Regions from separate parts of the Gossypium hirsutum genome. Here region 1 is linked to region 2. Evidence: chromatin contacts called from public Hi-C data. All regions are on one chromosome and are shown on one strand. The core of a region is the stretch at or near the end of the contact, and the rest is flanking DNA. Distances in the headings are between cores, read along the strand shown. Region 1 has its middle 17 kb from the start of LOC107891163. Region 2 has its middle 24 kb from the start of LOC107891113.

Region 1 (7,037 bases), core at 2,103-4,602, 390 kb before region 2:
TATAATGATTCTATTTTGAGTATATTAGAAAGTGTTTGAGATTAATATTTCATACCTTGAATTGATCTTTGTGATGGTTTTATATTGGCATTGTTTAAATGTGTTTTAGAGTGTATTTGTGGAATTTTCTAAGTGAAATTTCAGTCTCTTGCATAAAGGGTCTGGTGCTCTTATTATTCGTATTAGTACTTTTGCAAGACAGTTGCCAAAAATTTAGTCCCAAAGGTCCAAGTTTCAATACCCTTATTTAAGTATCGAACTCCAAGTTGGCAATATCTAAAATGCTATAGTAATTGGGCTGAGGTGTCATTACCAAGCACTTGGGTACCAATACCTAGGCCTAGGTATTTGAGCATGTGGGCAATGTCTCTATACTATTTTAAGTGTTTTGGGCTCGTTGAAGCCCATTTTCGATCCTAGACACCTCCAATCATTCATAAATTTTTTTAAAATTAATTTTTTAAATCTCTAAAATGATTTTATTGAATATGAATTTATTTGATTAACTCAAAAAATTTAAATCTTTAGTATTTTCAAGATTTTAATTTTTTAAATCTCTAAAATAATTTTATTGAATATGAATTTATTTGATTAACTCAAAAAATTTAAATCTTTAGTATTTTCAAGATTTTGTTTTTACGGTGGCACCTTCCATTCATATTGGACATTGAGACGGGTGTGGGCCGTTACAATATTAATTTAGTTTAATTATATTTATTTGTTAAAAATTTAGTACAAAATTTAAATTTATTGAAAATTTAAAAGATAAATAATTTTATAAGTTAAGAATGCATTATTTATATTAAGTTATATATTAATCTTATTTAACAAAATATTTGTCATTAATTTTTACCTTTAATATTAATTTAAACATAAAAAACTAAACATTGACTATAAATAAGAAAGATAGTAGTGTAGGATATAAAAAATTAAATATTTAAATTTAAATTTTAATAATTTTAAAATAATTTTATATTTTTTTGAATATTCAAAATTAAACAAAATTGAAAAAAAATTAGTATTTTAAATAATTTAATTTTTTGAATATTGAAATTTATTTAATGTTTAAATAGTATGTACTATTTTTTATGATTAAAAATACGTATTACTTTTTCATAGAAATAAAAAGTATGTATTACCAATATTTTTCAAAAAAACTATTACATTTTTTCAGTGTTCCTTGTTGTTTAATATATTATCATAAAGTTATCAACGGTTTTGGTAAGGATTTTGTGTAGTTGTAATATCGGTTAATAATTAAAAGATTTTTGTTCATAATATTTATTGTCATAAATAATAGTGAATTTACATTAATTAAATATATATAAAATAGTGATATGTCAAATACATATATTATTTATTTGCCATTGTTTTAAATATGTGACCTAAAATACATATTTATCTAAATACTTAGATTCTTGTATGTTTTCTCTCTGTGATAATGTTGGATCTGAAGGTGGTTCGATAGAAGATTTAATCCTTAAGAAAGCTTAGATTAAGTATAATGAGGAAAGTGTGAACAGAGAAGTGTTGGTGGATCTAACTAACGAGCCAGTTATTTATTGGAAGGACAAACTTGTTGGAATTTCATCCAATAATGGGGGTAAAGGTTTAGAGGAGGAGGAGGAATTTGAGTTACTAGGAGGAGATATTTAGAAGTCAGTAATTAATGGCACTCCCTCAATCGAATTCTCTGATAGGATTCACCAGATTCTTATTCGGGATATGGAAAACATTGTGGTTCTGAAGCTTTTGGGGCATAACATTGGTTTTTCGGTGCTTCAGAATAAAATCTATAGTTTATGGAACTCATCGTCACCGTTCCAGTTGATGGATATTGAGAATGGTTACTTCTTGGCCAAATTTCAAAAAAAAATTGCTCTCGGAAGGACCCTGGATCATTTTTGGGCAATACCTGACAGTTCAACCTTGGTCGATGTCTTTTAATCCAGCACATAAATTTCCCAGTGTCGTAATGTCGTGGATAAGACTACCGGGCTTGCCAGGATACTTTTATAAGCGAAAAATTCTGACATAAATAGGGAGTTTAATCAGCAAGGTTGCCAAACTAGATATGAACACAGACAATAGGATTAGAGGATGTTTCGCTCGTATGGCTGTGTATGTCAACTTGGATAAACCGTTGGTGTCCCAAGTCTTAATCAATGGAAAAATACAGAGGGTCAAGTATGAATTCTTACCAACGGTCTGTTTTCACTATGGACGGTATGGGCATGTAAAAGAAGTTTGTCCCTTTAGGGTCCTTGAACCCACTTCTGGGAGAACGATGCCTTCGTCGGAATCTTCACCAGAGGCTATGAATATGGTTGATGATGAAACGGGGGAGAAAAGTGATGGTTCCGGCCTGTGGATGTTGGTAGAGAAAAGATCTCATAGGAAATCAAGGGATTCAACACAATCAGGGCCTAGAATTTCAAAAAAGAATAATGAAGGTTTCTATTTTAGGGCATTGGCAGAAAATGAAGGTAACGTTGGCATTGATTCTGGGACGAATAAGGAAATTGGGAATATACGGCATAGAAAGGGGAAAGAAACAACAAATGAAGGAATCCAAGGTGATGGGTCTAATATGCATAAGGTGGGCCACTTTAGTAGTCAAAATAGAGGCCCAACTAATCTTGGGTCTTAAAAATGTGGCAAGCCATTCAAAGTCTTCTAATAATGCCAGTGGGGTAGATAATGGGCCCCTGTCACCTAGGAATTTGGTAAGTCACCCAAGACAAAATTTTAATGGGGGATTCAAAGGCTTAAAGGGAAGCAACATGCTGGAAGATAGCATATCAGGCTAAGGAAACGGGTCAAATTGTGGGCCGAGTGAAAACAAAACAATGGTTGAATCCGATCGGGTTATGGAAGAATCCGGTCAGCTTTTCACAAACCTAGTTGCTACTGGAAATTAGGGCAGAGACGTGGATGGTGGGAATGCTGGTTCAGGCTCTCACTCGCACTTTGCTGGTGATGGAAATAAATCGGTAAATATGGCACAGGCGAGGTCATCATTGGAGAGAGTTGTTGACATCACAGATTCCAAAACAGGTGATGGTCTCGACTTCCGAAGGCATTTGGCGGTCACCTTTAAATAACCTCATGAAGCACTCGTCGAAAACCAAAGGGAAAGGAATTCCGATGTGAATTCGGGGAAAGCGAAAGATGAAGTTGCTGGGAAATTTTTAGGGGCGAAGCATGGAGGTTCGCGTCTTTCAAAACCCCAGAACAAAATTAATCTTTAAAAGGGTAGCAGATTCAGAACTGTGGGAAATTCCAAGGTTTTGTTACGGGAATCAATGGCACATTTGGACGAAGCAATTTCTTCTCAAGCTGTGGAAGCTTTGGGCTTAGGTGGCCCAAATTTAAAGATTAGGCAGGCAACAAGACAAGGGAGAATTCCCTAAACAGTAAGGCTCTGGAGGTTTTATTTTTATTTTTATTTATTATTTGTCTATATTAATTTATATGGATTTAAATCTGACCATTTTTTGTGGAATTGCCAAGAGTAAGTGGTAAAAAAGGCTAATTTTATCATTGAAAAATTGGGTTTTTTAATTCTCATCATATTGAAGCTATTGGGTTTTTAGGAGGAATTTGGGTGGGTTAGAAGGAATCTGTTAAGATTTGAATTATCCAAAATCACCCATAGTTTATTTTTCTATGCGTGTCTGGTAATGTTTATCTAAATCCCATTTTAATATCCTAGGAAAAGAAAAGCACTTTGGGAAGATTTGAAATTTGCTTTACCTCATGATTCTTTACTATGTTTAATTATGGGTGACTTTAATGTTATCTTATCACTTGAAGATAAAAAAAAGTATTTATGTCATAGGGAAAAGATGTAATCTTTTTGGAAATTTTGTAGATTCTTGTAATTTGGAGGATTTGAGATTCATCGGTCCATCCTTTACTTGGCAAAAAGTTGGCACATTTGAGAGATTAGATTGTGCATTGGCTAATGATTCATGGATTTCAACTTTTCCACAATGCATTGTTTCCCATTTTTTGAGGATTAAGTCTGATCATAGGCCCATTCTTCTAAGGACCAATCTAGATATTAGCTTGGCCACAGGGAGACCTTTTAGGTTCTTAGTAGGATGGACGAAGCATGTAAATTTTTCGTCCTTTGTGAAAGATAAGTGGCAGTTCTTGGGTAATACAGATAGTTCTCTATCTAGTTTTACTTCACATGTTAAAGAATGGACAGGTCTGTTTATGGTTTTATAGGCTTTCATAAAAGACATCTTATAAGATCACTCTCTACTATCAAAAAGGCCCTAGATCATTCTACCTCTTCTCGGTTAATTCAATTAGAGATTGATGAGCGAGATGAGTTGGAAAATTTGTTGAACCATGATAAGCTTCTTTGGAGGCAAAAAGCTAGGTATGACTGGCTCTAGTTTGGGGATCATAACACCAAATTTTTTCATAGTCGAATGATCTACAGAAGGAAATTTAACCATATCATGGCCTTACGCATGGATAATGGTGAGTGGTGTTCAGATTAAAATATCCTTAAAAATGGGGCAATTGGTTTTTTCGAGACATTTAATGGCGAAAGACCAGAACCCATGAAGGATCTACCATCTAACATTTTTCCTTGTCTCAAGACCCAGGACATTGAGTTTTTGGAAAAGTCCATTTCAAATGAAGAAATTAAGAAAACCTTCTTCAACATGGATCCCCCAAAAGCTCCGGGAAGCGACGGATTTCATGCATATTTTTTCTAGAGTCAGTGGGATATTTTAGCAAATTCAGTTTGTGATTGGGTGCAAGGAGTATTCGCTGGTAACAGTATTGACCCAAAACTAATTAACTCATTGTTAGTACTTATTCCAAAGAATGACAAGCTAAAGGACTTCAACCAATTTCGCCCCATTAGTTTATACTCGGTAATGTGTGAATTAGTGATGAAAATTATTTCTAACAGATTTAAATTGGTTTTTCCTAATTTTATCTCGTAGGAACAAGTCAGTTTCATTGCAGGATGCAATATTTTGGATAATGTTATCATAACACAATAAGTCATACATTCTATGTGAAAAAAACGTGATGGCAAAAAATAGATGGCAATCAAGTTGGATTTAGAGAAAGTTTATGATAGAGTAAGTTGGGAATCTATCGGTGCTTCACTATAGGCTGTGGAAGTCCCAATTTTTCTCAGTTCAGTAATCATGGTGGCTATCTCATCTTCGACTATGCAAATTCTCTGAAATGGAACTCCCACTCAGAAATTCAAGCCATATAAAGGAATCAGATAGAGTTGTCCATTGTCAACGTACCTTTTTGTGCTTTGTATGGAATGGTTAAGGCATCTTATGCATGCGAAGATTGATGAAGGTAAGTGGTGTCCAATTCATCTTTTAAGATCGGGTCCTAATTTATCTCATATTTTTTTTCATAGATGATTTGGTCATTTTTTGTAAAGCGGAGTTAGATCAAGCTAAATTATTAGCAGACATCTTGAATCACTTCTGTGCTTTCTTTGGACACAAAGTCAGTACTCAGAAAAGCAATATTTATTTTTCCAAATGAGCTGAAGGTGATACTTGCTCACAGATCAGCCAATTATTTGGCTTTCAAGTGGTTTAAAACCTTGGCATTTAACTAAGCGTGCCTCTTCTTCATGATAGGGTCACTAAAAATACCCTAAGTTTTGTTGTGGAAAAGGTGAGGCATAAACTATAAAGTTGGGAAGCAAGGAAGTTATCCATGGCCAGAAGAGTTACCCTGGTCCAATCTATTCTCCTTACCATCCCTAATTACTTTATGCAAACCATGTTGATTCCGAAGGGAGTTTGTGAAGAGATTGATAAAATTGCTAGATGGTTTATTTGGGGTTGCACTTGTTTTCATCTAAAACTTACTTTGGTTGGGTGGAACTCCATTTGTCAGCCAAAATCTTGCGGTGGGTTGGGATTTCATCATTTACATTATCGAAACAATTCTTTTCTCATGAAGATTGGATTCAACTTAGTCACTAAGGATAATGCCTTATGGGTATAAGTTCTCCGCACGAAATACAGACTGAAAGAACAACTCTCGAAGTCATTTGCCAAAAGCCAATTTTTGCATTTGTGGAGGTCCCTCTCTAAGATATGGCCCCTCTTATATGAGAACTTAGCTTGGTCAGTGGTGAATGGTACAAGTATTGGATGCTAGAAGGATTCATGGATCCCGAAAGTTGCCCTTTTACTTCTGCATATTCCCGCACATGCTAATTTAGATTTGGAATGCACCCTTAGTGATTTGGTTACTTCCAATAGGACTTAGAATCTTGACCTATTTCGTATGTGGCTGCCTGAAGAGGTGATTTAACAAATTATAAGTATCCCTCCACATCCTTCATTGGGATTGGATAGGGTGATTAGGGCTTCCTCAGCATCAAGTTGTTTTTCTGTTTGTAACGCTTTCTAGTCCTTAAAACAAGATCCATGGAATTCTAGAGATATCTTCTGGAAGAATATATGGAAGTATCAGGGGCCTCAACGAGTTCGTTTTTTCCTTTGGCTATCTAATTCAGAATGTTCCAGGAGGGGAATGGGTTATAACAGCTCTTGGTCCTTACGTGGTCACGAAATTGAAGACATTCTTCATGTACTTCGACATTGTTTAGCTGCAAAAGAAGTGTGGAAGCATGTGGTCCCAATCGATCAACAAACCAAGTTTTTTTCTAATCCTTTTTATATTTGGTTATCTTTTAATCTTTGCTGCCCATGAGATTGTAGAAAAGTGGAGTTCTTTGGTCATGTTTTTTTGGTCTCATCATCTGGTGATTTAGGAGAATAGAAATCTGTTCATCTTTCAAAATGTTACTTGGTCAGCTGTTGAAATTGTTAAATCTTCTATCAGTTGGGCGCAACAGTTCGAATCATGTCAAAACATTCATAAGCCCAATATCCCAAAACTAGAGTACCAAAAGCATTCTAAAGGATTGTGGCTCCATCTTTTCTTTGATGGTGAAGTGGAGTGAGCTATAGAAATGCTTCTGTTAGAGGAGTGATACGTGATCAGACCGGTAATTGGAG
Region 2 (7,172 bases), core at 450-2,949:
GTCAAAATTGTAACAGTTTAATTTTTATAAAAGAAAAATAAAAAATTTTATCCAGAAAAACCTTGCATGGTACGTGTCGTAAACACGTGTCAACACGGACACAGAGTTGGCACTCATGTGTTGGGCCTTATCCTCAATTACTCAATGTGAGTAAGAAGTAGGATTATATTTAAACCCGTTTTAGAAGTCTTTCCCAACCAATGCGAGATTTACATTTTTCTTTTGCATTACTAACAACCAATAATGAAACATACATTTACCTAATATAATTTTCTTAATATAATAGTTGAAAAAGTAAAAAAAAAATAGATGACAATTTCATACTTAAATATTTATAAAAAGAAAAAAGAGCATACAATTTTTCAAAGAAGAAACTAGTATTAGTCAAACCATGAAAAGTATAAATTACAATAATAAAATGTAATACTTAACATTGTTATGCTATTTCAACAACATGAAACTAAAATTGCACACATATCATTTTAACAATTTTTCACTAATAAAATGTAATATATAACTATTTTACAACTTTTCAAATTGCATAAAACCATAAGGGGTTCAATTGAATAAATTAAGCAATGTTGTAAGGATACAATTGCACAAATTAAAACATGCTTAAATGATTAAATCAATTAAATGGAAACTTAAAATTAGGTATTAAACTAGAAAAAAAAAATTCGAGGGACCTAAAATAAAATTATCTTCTACTTCCTTTTTTTCACTGCGACATTCATTTTTGGTTGCAAGCCCCCCATTCCTTGAAAACAATAGCAAACAAATAGTTGAGATATAATAATGAATCAAAATAAAAATTGTCTAAAAAACATAACTTATCGTCTAAATTAAACTTAATATTAAAACCGATAGTCAATTATGTACATATATGTAATTTAATTTAATAATTGATAGTTAATTTTTGCAATACTCATTTATGTATTTCATATTCTGGAACTCTTAAATTCAATATAAATTCGATGTAATTTTATAATATATACCATTGCTTTGGGTTAATTGAAATATATAAGAAATACTTTAATGTGTAATATTCCATTACGTATACCATAAATTCAGCATTCATAATGAATTTTTGACTTTTATGTGACAAATTAGAGTCATCAATAAAAATTACTCAAATTAATGAGATGTCTTACCACTTGTCAGGTGAAAAAGTGGTTTACATTTGAAAGTTACCAAAATACTTAACAACCTCACTCCATTTGTGTATAAAAGTAATGTTAACAACCCCAACCAAATGAGTTTTTGAAATGATGAGAAGAAATAGGCAGCAAGGAAATTACGAAAGAGATGAGGGGAAGAATTAAGTTTATTTTATTTTTTACTCTGGACCTAACATAGTTGGGTCTTATAGTAATTTATAAACATGGTTTGGTTATAAAAATGCTGATCTATAGTAATAGCTACTTGGGTTTTTATTGTTTTCTTTAATATTATTAAACAATAAATTGATCGAATCTGTGGTTAAACCGATTGAATCAACCAGATTAAAAATCGACGATCGAACTGGTTCAATCACCGATCTAAATTTACAAACATTAATTATAACAGTAATTAGTAATGTTGTAAATATATTTGGGCCTTGATAGATTAAGTTCAAAAATCCAATTAGAAGAATCTAATGTGGACCAACCCAACAAGCCGAAGAAGTAGGTTAGTCCACAACCCAACAATAAACGCACTTATGGGGCCTTGGATGGACCTAATTCATAAAAATGACTTGGGTAAAATCCTATAGATAGGAATATAATTAATAAAAAATCAAGAAATATTATCTATTTCTATCCATAATCCGAGAAAAATTAGAGTTCAAGTCGTTGTCCCAATAATACGATATTAGCTAAACTAAAATTTAATCAACAAAATATATTATATTTTAAATACACTTACATTAAAATAATATGTAAAATTTGATATTGGAAACAAAAACCCATTTGATGATAGGAGGTGTTTGACAGATTGGCACTAAAGCGATTGAGAGTAGAAGAGAAAGAAAGAGGCTAATTTATTCCTTTATACGTACTTTTACACATCATTGCAATGGGATCCAAATATGACTGACTCACACCATTAGCAATTAAACAATCCCTTTATGTCTGCTTTAATGCCTCAGTGAAGAGGAAAAACAGAAAAAAAAAAATGGCAGCTTTCTTCTCCCACTTTAACGTTCAGGACTTTAGCTACTGTTTCCTTTGTCCTTTTATCCCCAACTTCCAACGTCACCTTAACACAATAAATATACCGGTTTTTGCTTCTTTTTCCTCTCTTTTAGTTTTGTAAGTAAATAATATATTTCAAGTTTAATATAAAGATTCACCAAACCAATTTTTTTTTAAACAGAATAGCATATTTTTAGATATATTGTATTACTTTATTTAATTTTTAGTTTATAAAATATAATATTACTTGAACCAGATATCTCTTACTGACCATTGCTTTTAGAGTAGGATCAGTCTGTATATTGGTCCGCAAGAATAGGTTGGATGGATTAACTTACAAATCGGTACGACCTGGTTAAAAACTCAATTGAATCAAGCTATTAATTTTTTCTATTTTTAAATTTTTAATAATTTATTCAATTGAATCAAACAAAATCGATCAGATCGAGAATCGATGGTTTGATCGATTCGATCATCTGATTCTAAAAACTTTGCTTATTGTTTTATGATAAAAACGTTAAATTTGTCCATTAATCATTGTACTATGCATAAATTGTGAATTTAATCTTATACTTTAATTAGATCAAATTTAGCCCATATACTTTTTGAAATGATTAATTTTAGTCTCTCTACTTTTCAAATTTTGAAATTACAATCCTAAACCCAAACTGTAGAAGTGAAATCTAGTTGGCTAAATAATGCTATTAATCTTGTAATATGTGTAAACTATGGATTTAATCCCTATACTTTATTTTATTCAAATTTAGTCCTTATACTTTTTAAATTGATTAAATTTAGTCCTTGTACTTTTCAAGTTTTGAAATTACAACCTTAGCCCAAACAATAGCAATTAAATCCAATTGGTTAAATTTTACTATGCGTAAAGTTATAAATTTAATTCACATTCTTCAATTGCATCATTCTTAGTTTCGTACTATTCGAATTTCAAAATTTCAGTTTTGACGCAAGCAACAACAGTTAAACCCATTAACTGACTTTTTTTTTAGTAATACGTGAAAATTGCTAGTTGGCATGGTATTACAAATATGATAATATATTTGCTACGTTGAATTTTAAAAATAACAAAACTTAATGAATTTAATAATTATTATTTATAAGAGTTACAATTTAAAATTTGAAAAAGTATAAGAACTAAAACGATTAAATTAAAGTATACAACTTACATAAATTAAGAAAATCATAAATTCTTAATAATTATTTATGATGTATATTTAAAATTGTTGTTTTAGAATTATATTTAATCAGAATGAGACCAACAAGTTTGAATGAATGATGAGAGATTTGAATAATTTATCCCTTCAATTCACCTTTTTCCTGAATTAAATCCACCGGAATGTGGTCCATTAATTTTAAGATAAAACATTATTGAATAATATATTTAATGCCAAAATATATTTTATTTAAATTTTATATTCAAGTTGTAATAATATTGATTATTGATATTTCATTAATTACTAAAACTATATTTATGTTAAGGTCGAATGCAGATCTTAAATTCATGCATCTGATTATGCAAATTACTCTTTTTAAATACATAAAATAGAATAAAAAATTAATTTTTCCTCTGTTGAGCATTGAATTAAGTAGAATATTAAAATGAATATATTAATCCACTCATCTAAATATATCATTTAAAAAATCCTAGTATAATTTATTTTTATTTTCCTCTAATGCTAACTAAATACAGATTTTAAATTAACCTAAGTCCAACATCTGAGCTATGTACCAATTACTTTTAACTACGATATTAATTTTTTTTTTCTAAATTGGTTACTATAATAATTTATTTATTTAAATAATTTTTATATTTTAAAATCTTAAGTAAATAAATATAGAGTTAAAATCAAACTATTATGAATTTCAATTAAATATGTCACAAAGTTAACATGAAAAATAAACAAATATTGTATACAATTGTAAGGTATATTATGCTTCCGGAAAGAAATCTTAAATTCAAACCCTAAAAATGATATTGTTAAAAAAATTTTAAAAAGTTAATTTTCACCGCTTGCAAAACTGAAATGAAAAATGGCATGCATTATAGACATTAAAAATTAATGTGAAATAAAACTATATTAATGTATAATATTTTGAATACAAAAAGCTAATGAAGATAAATTTTTTTAATAAATCATGTAAAATAAAATATAAACTAAAACCCGAAACATAATCTTTAAATTGAAGTATGATATAATATGTAAAATATTATATAAATTAATATATTACACAAAAAATAACATAAAATAATTGTAAAAATTTCTAACAACATTAAAAACTAAATGTAAATTTTAATATAATTATATTTTAAACAATTAACATTCAAAATTTTTAAGTTGATGCCTCATACTCTAAATTGTTCACTAGATCCAGACATGTAACCAGTTCTGAGAAATTGGCCAAAAAAAAAATTACCATCAATTTACTTGCTGACTGCAGCTTCACAAATCACAATGGATTTGGATGACTTTTATTTATTGTTATAGATTATAGATATTTAGAGAATGAAAATTTTAAATAAGAAGATATTTTCTATTTAATGTTTTAACTTTCCAAAAATGAAGGACCAGTTAAATTAAAACCACATTGAAAGCAGTGATATTTGCAGAAATAATTGATTGGCACACCAGATTATAATTGAGCTTTTGCTACTTCTTCAAGTAAAGTAACAATACTGGCCCCCAATAAAAGGTAAAAAGTAAAAAGTAAACTAAAAAATATTCATAAAAGAAAGTTAAAATTAGGAACCCCTATAAAAATGTGTTTTTTTTCCCTTAAAGAATTCAAAATAAAAGTTAAGCTTTTATGTTTTTCTTTTGGGTGAGTTTGGGAGTGGCCAGTTGTCGCCAAAAGTAATCATCACCATTCACAATCACCATTGTTCTCACATTTAGCACCATGCCATTCAAATCTTGCTACATCTCCAATGCGTTGCCCACACATTTATTGTTACACATATTTTGTTAGCTTTATACTCACTATCAATTACATCCTACCTAGGGATACCTACTTCATTAGTGTTTAGCGTTCTCTTCCGGCATTGTTTCAATTACCTCTAATAATCTAGTCACTTTGACAATATATCTATTACTAATCACCTATAGGACCAATGAATAACAGGTTAAGCAATAGGATACACAATGTGGCTAGGGCTAACCTATTTATATTCCCCTGTTGCTTATTTGCAAGGGATTATTTTCTCTTTCCTTTCATCCTCTTCTTTGAACATTTTTCATTATACTTTCATCCTTCCTTTTTTTTGGTTCCTCTTCCCTCGGTAATCAACTTTACCTTACAACTTTTGGCCCATTAGGTGAACTACCACATTAGCCTCCACCATTTTTTCCTTTCAATTTGGTGCGATTATCACGGATAGACATGGCTCATTTTGGCCCAGGCATCCCTGTAAATGAATAAGAACAATAACAAGATACATGAACTCAATCCTAACCTCAAACAACTCAAGTCAACAATATTCCTCACATCAATCATAACCAAACAGCTATTATGATCCATATAATCCATATGACCCCATTATCATTACTATACAAGTTACACACAACACTTCCCACCGAAATACTACACTTGATATCTAAAGCAACAAACCTAGTTGCCATTTTTGAGGTCACCCCAACGTCTTTTAGGGTGAGCTAACCTCACAAAATCTAAACTCCAGGTAACAAGAATTCAAAAAGATACAAGAAAAAAAGAAGAGATTTATTGAGGAAAAAATGTATATGTAACAACATCTTTATCAACGACAGTAGAAGGTCAACTTGAAAAATGAGAAGATTATAGAAGAACTGAAAGTAAACAAAAAATATCATATAACTTCTAAAATAGGCACATCAGTTTCATTTGAGAGTGGCACGGATGAAGACTTTAAAGGGGAATCTAATGTTGAGTTTTTGAATACTTATAAGACTTTGCTTAAGAAATGGAAGCAAGTGTGCGATGTCAACTTAAAGTTGGTGGAAGAAAAGTATCATTTGAAAAAGGAAAACCTTAATCTTATCAAGTAGATGGAAGCAAAGGAGTCTCTTCTATAACAAATTTGGCAAGCACTAAGAAAACATATCACACCTCAAAATAGAGCCTAGGAGTTTTTGGGGTATTTTAGGAATTTTGGCCTATATGAGCTCGAAATTTCATAAGGTTGGTATTTGATAATGTTTTTGACAATGGTTTTCATAAAGTTAAGTCAATTTTTGGAAATGAGTTTTGAATGTCTTTAATTTTGGAAATAGGACTTATTTGTAAAAGAGTCAAAGTTGTGAGTCTTTACGAAGAAATTAAACCAATTTTTAAAATAGAACCTAAAACCCCCTATTCAACAGCTTTGTTTCACGAAAAATTGCTCCTCTCTTTTGCTTGTGCCATCCCATGCCTCCCAAGCCTCTCCCAATCGATTTTTTATTCTAAATCCTGGTTCCTATTTATTTCTACCATTCACCTAGCTAAAAACCTCTATTAAAACCAAGAAAATCACCCTGAAGCTTCATCATTTTCTCCAAACCTAGGTCTTTTTCGAGTTGCATCAAAATCATCATTTTTCTTGCATTCAAGGTAACCAATCATCTCCCTATTAGTTTTAAATGTTATTTAGTTCCTTAAACTAAATTTTAGCAGTTAAAACACATGCTCTTAATAAAAGCTGAAAAACGCGTAACTGATGGTGAATTCCTAGTTTGTAGATAAAAACTTGGTTTTAAATTGTTTTTCAATTAGCTTTAACATGATTAGAAGGTTTTTAAACATACTTTGAAGTTTTGTTAAAGATTTATAGTGTTTTAATAAATTTTCGTTATACTAGCCAAAACTTGTCGAAAATTTTGATACCTTAAAACACGTAGTTTTGTGAACTTTAAAGGTTGGAAATTGGTCGTAGTTGAATATGTAGATGAATTGAACTCATTTAGTACAGAAATATTAAGCGTAGACTGAGTTGTTTAAATTTTAAGGTTGTCATGCTAAAGGGTT

The links. Hi-C and Micro-C count contacts between places; a contact is called where the count stands out from the background.
Region 1: a Hi-C map of leaf shows a contact between it and region 2, with 2.1 times the contacts expected there. The contact joins two enhancer-like sites. A contact is called at or near these places in 5 of 34 Hi-C or Micro-C datasets (anther and leaf).

What each region holds. Positions count from the first base shown.
Region 1 is chrA11:92,271,431-92,278,467 of Gossypium_hirsutum_v2.1, reverse strand. No RefSeq gene overlaps it. Among protein-coding and RNA genes, the nearest start is that of LOC107891163, 17 kb to the left of the region's middle. Within about 2 kb of position 3,352, at least 9 of the 9 cell types and tissues checked have an H3K27ac peak or open chromatin away from gene starts, as enhancers often do. A contact at or near this core is called in leaf, where this site is marked.
Region 2 is chrA11:91,876,483-91,883,654 of Gossypium_hirsutum_v2.1, reverse strand. No RefSeq gene overlaps it. Among protein-coding and RNA genes, the nearest start is that of LOC107891113, 24 kb to the right of the region's middle. Within about 2 kb of position 1,699, at least 2 of the 9 cell types and tissues checked have an H3K27ac peak or open chromatin away from gene starts, as enhancers often do. A contact at or near this core is called in leaf, where this site is marked.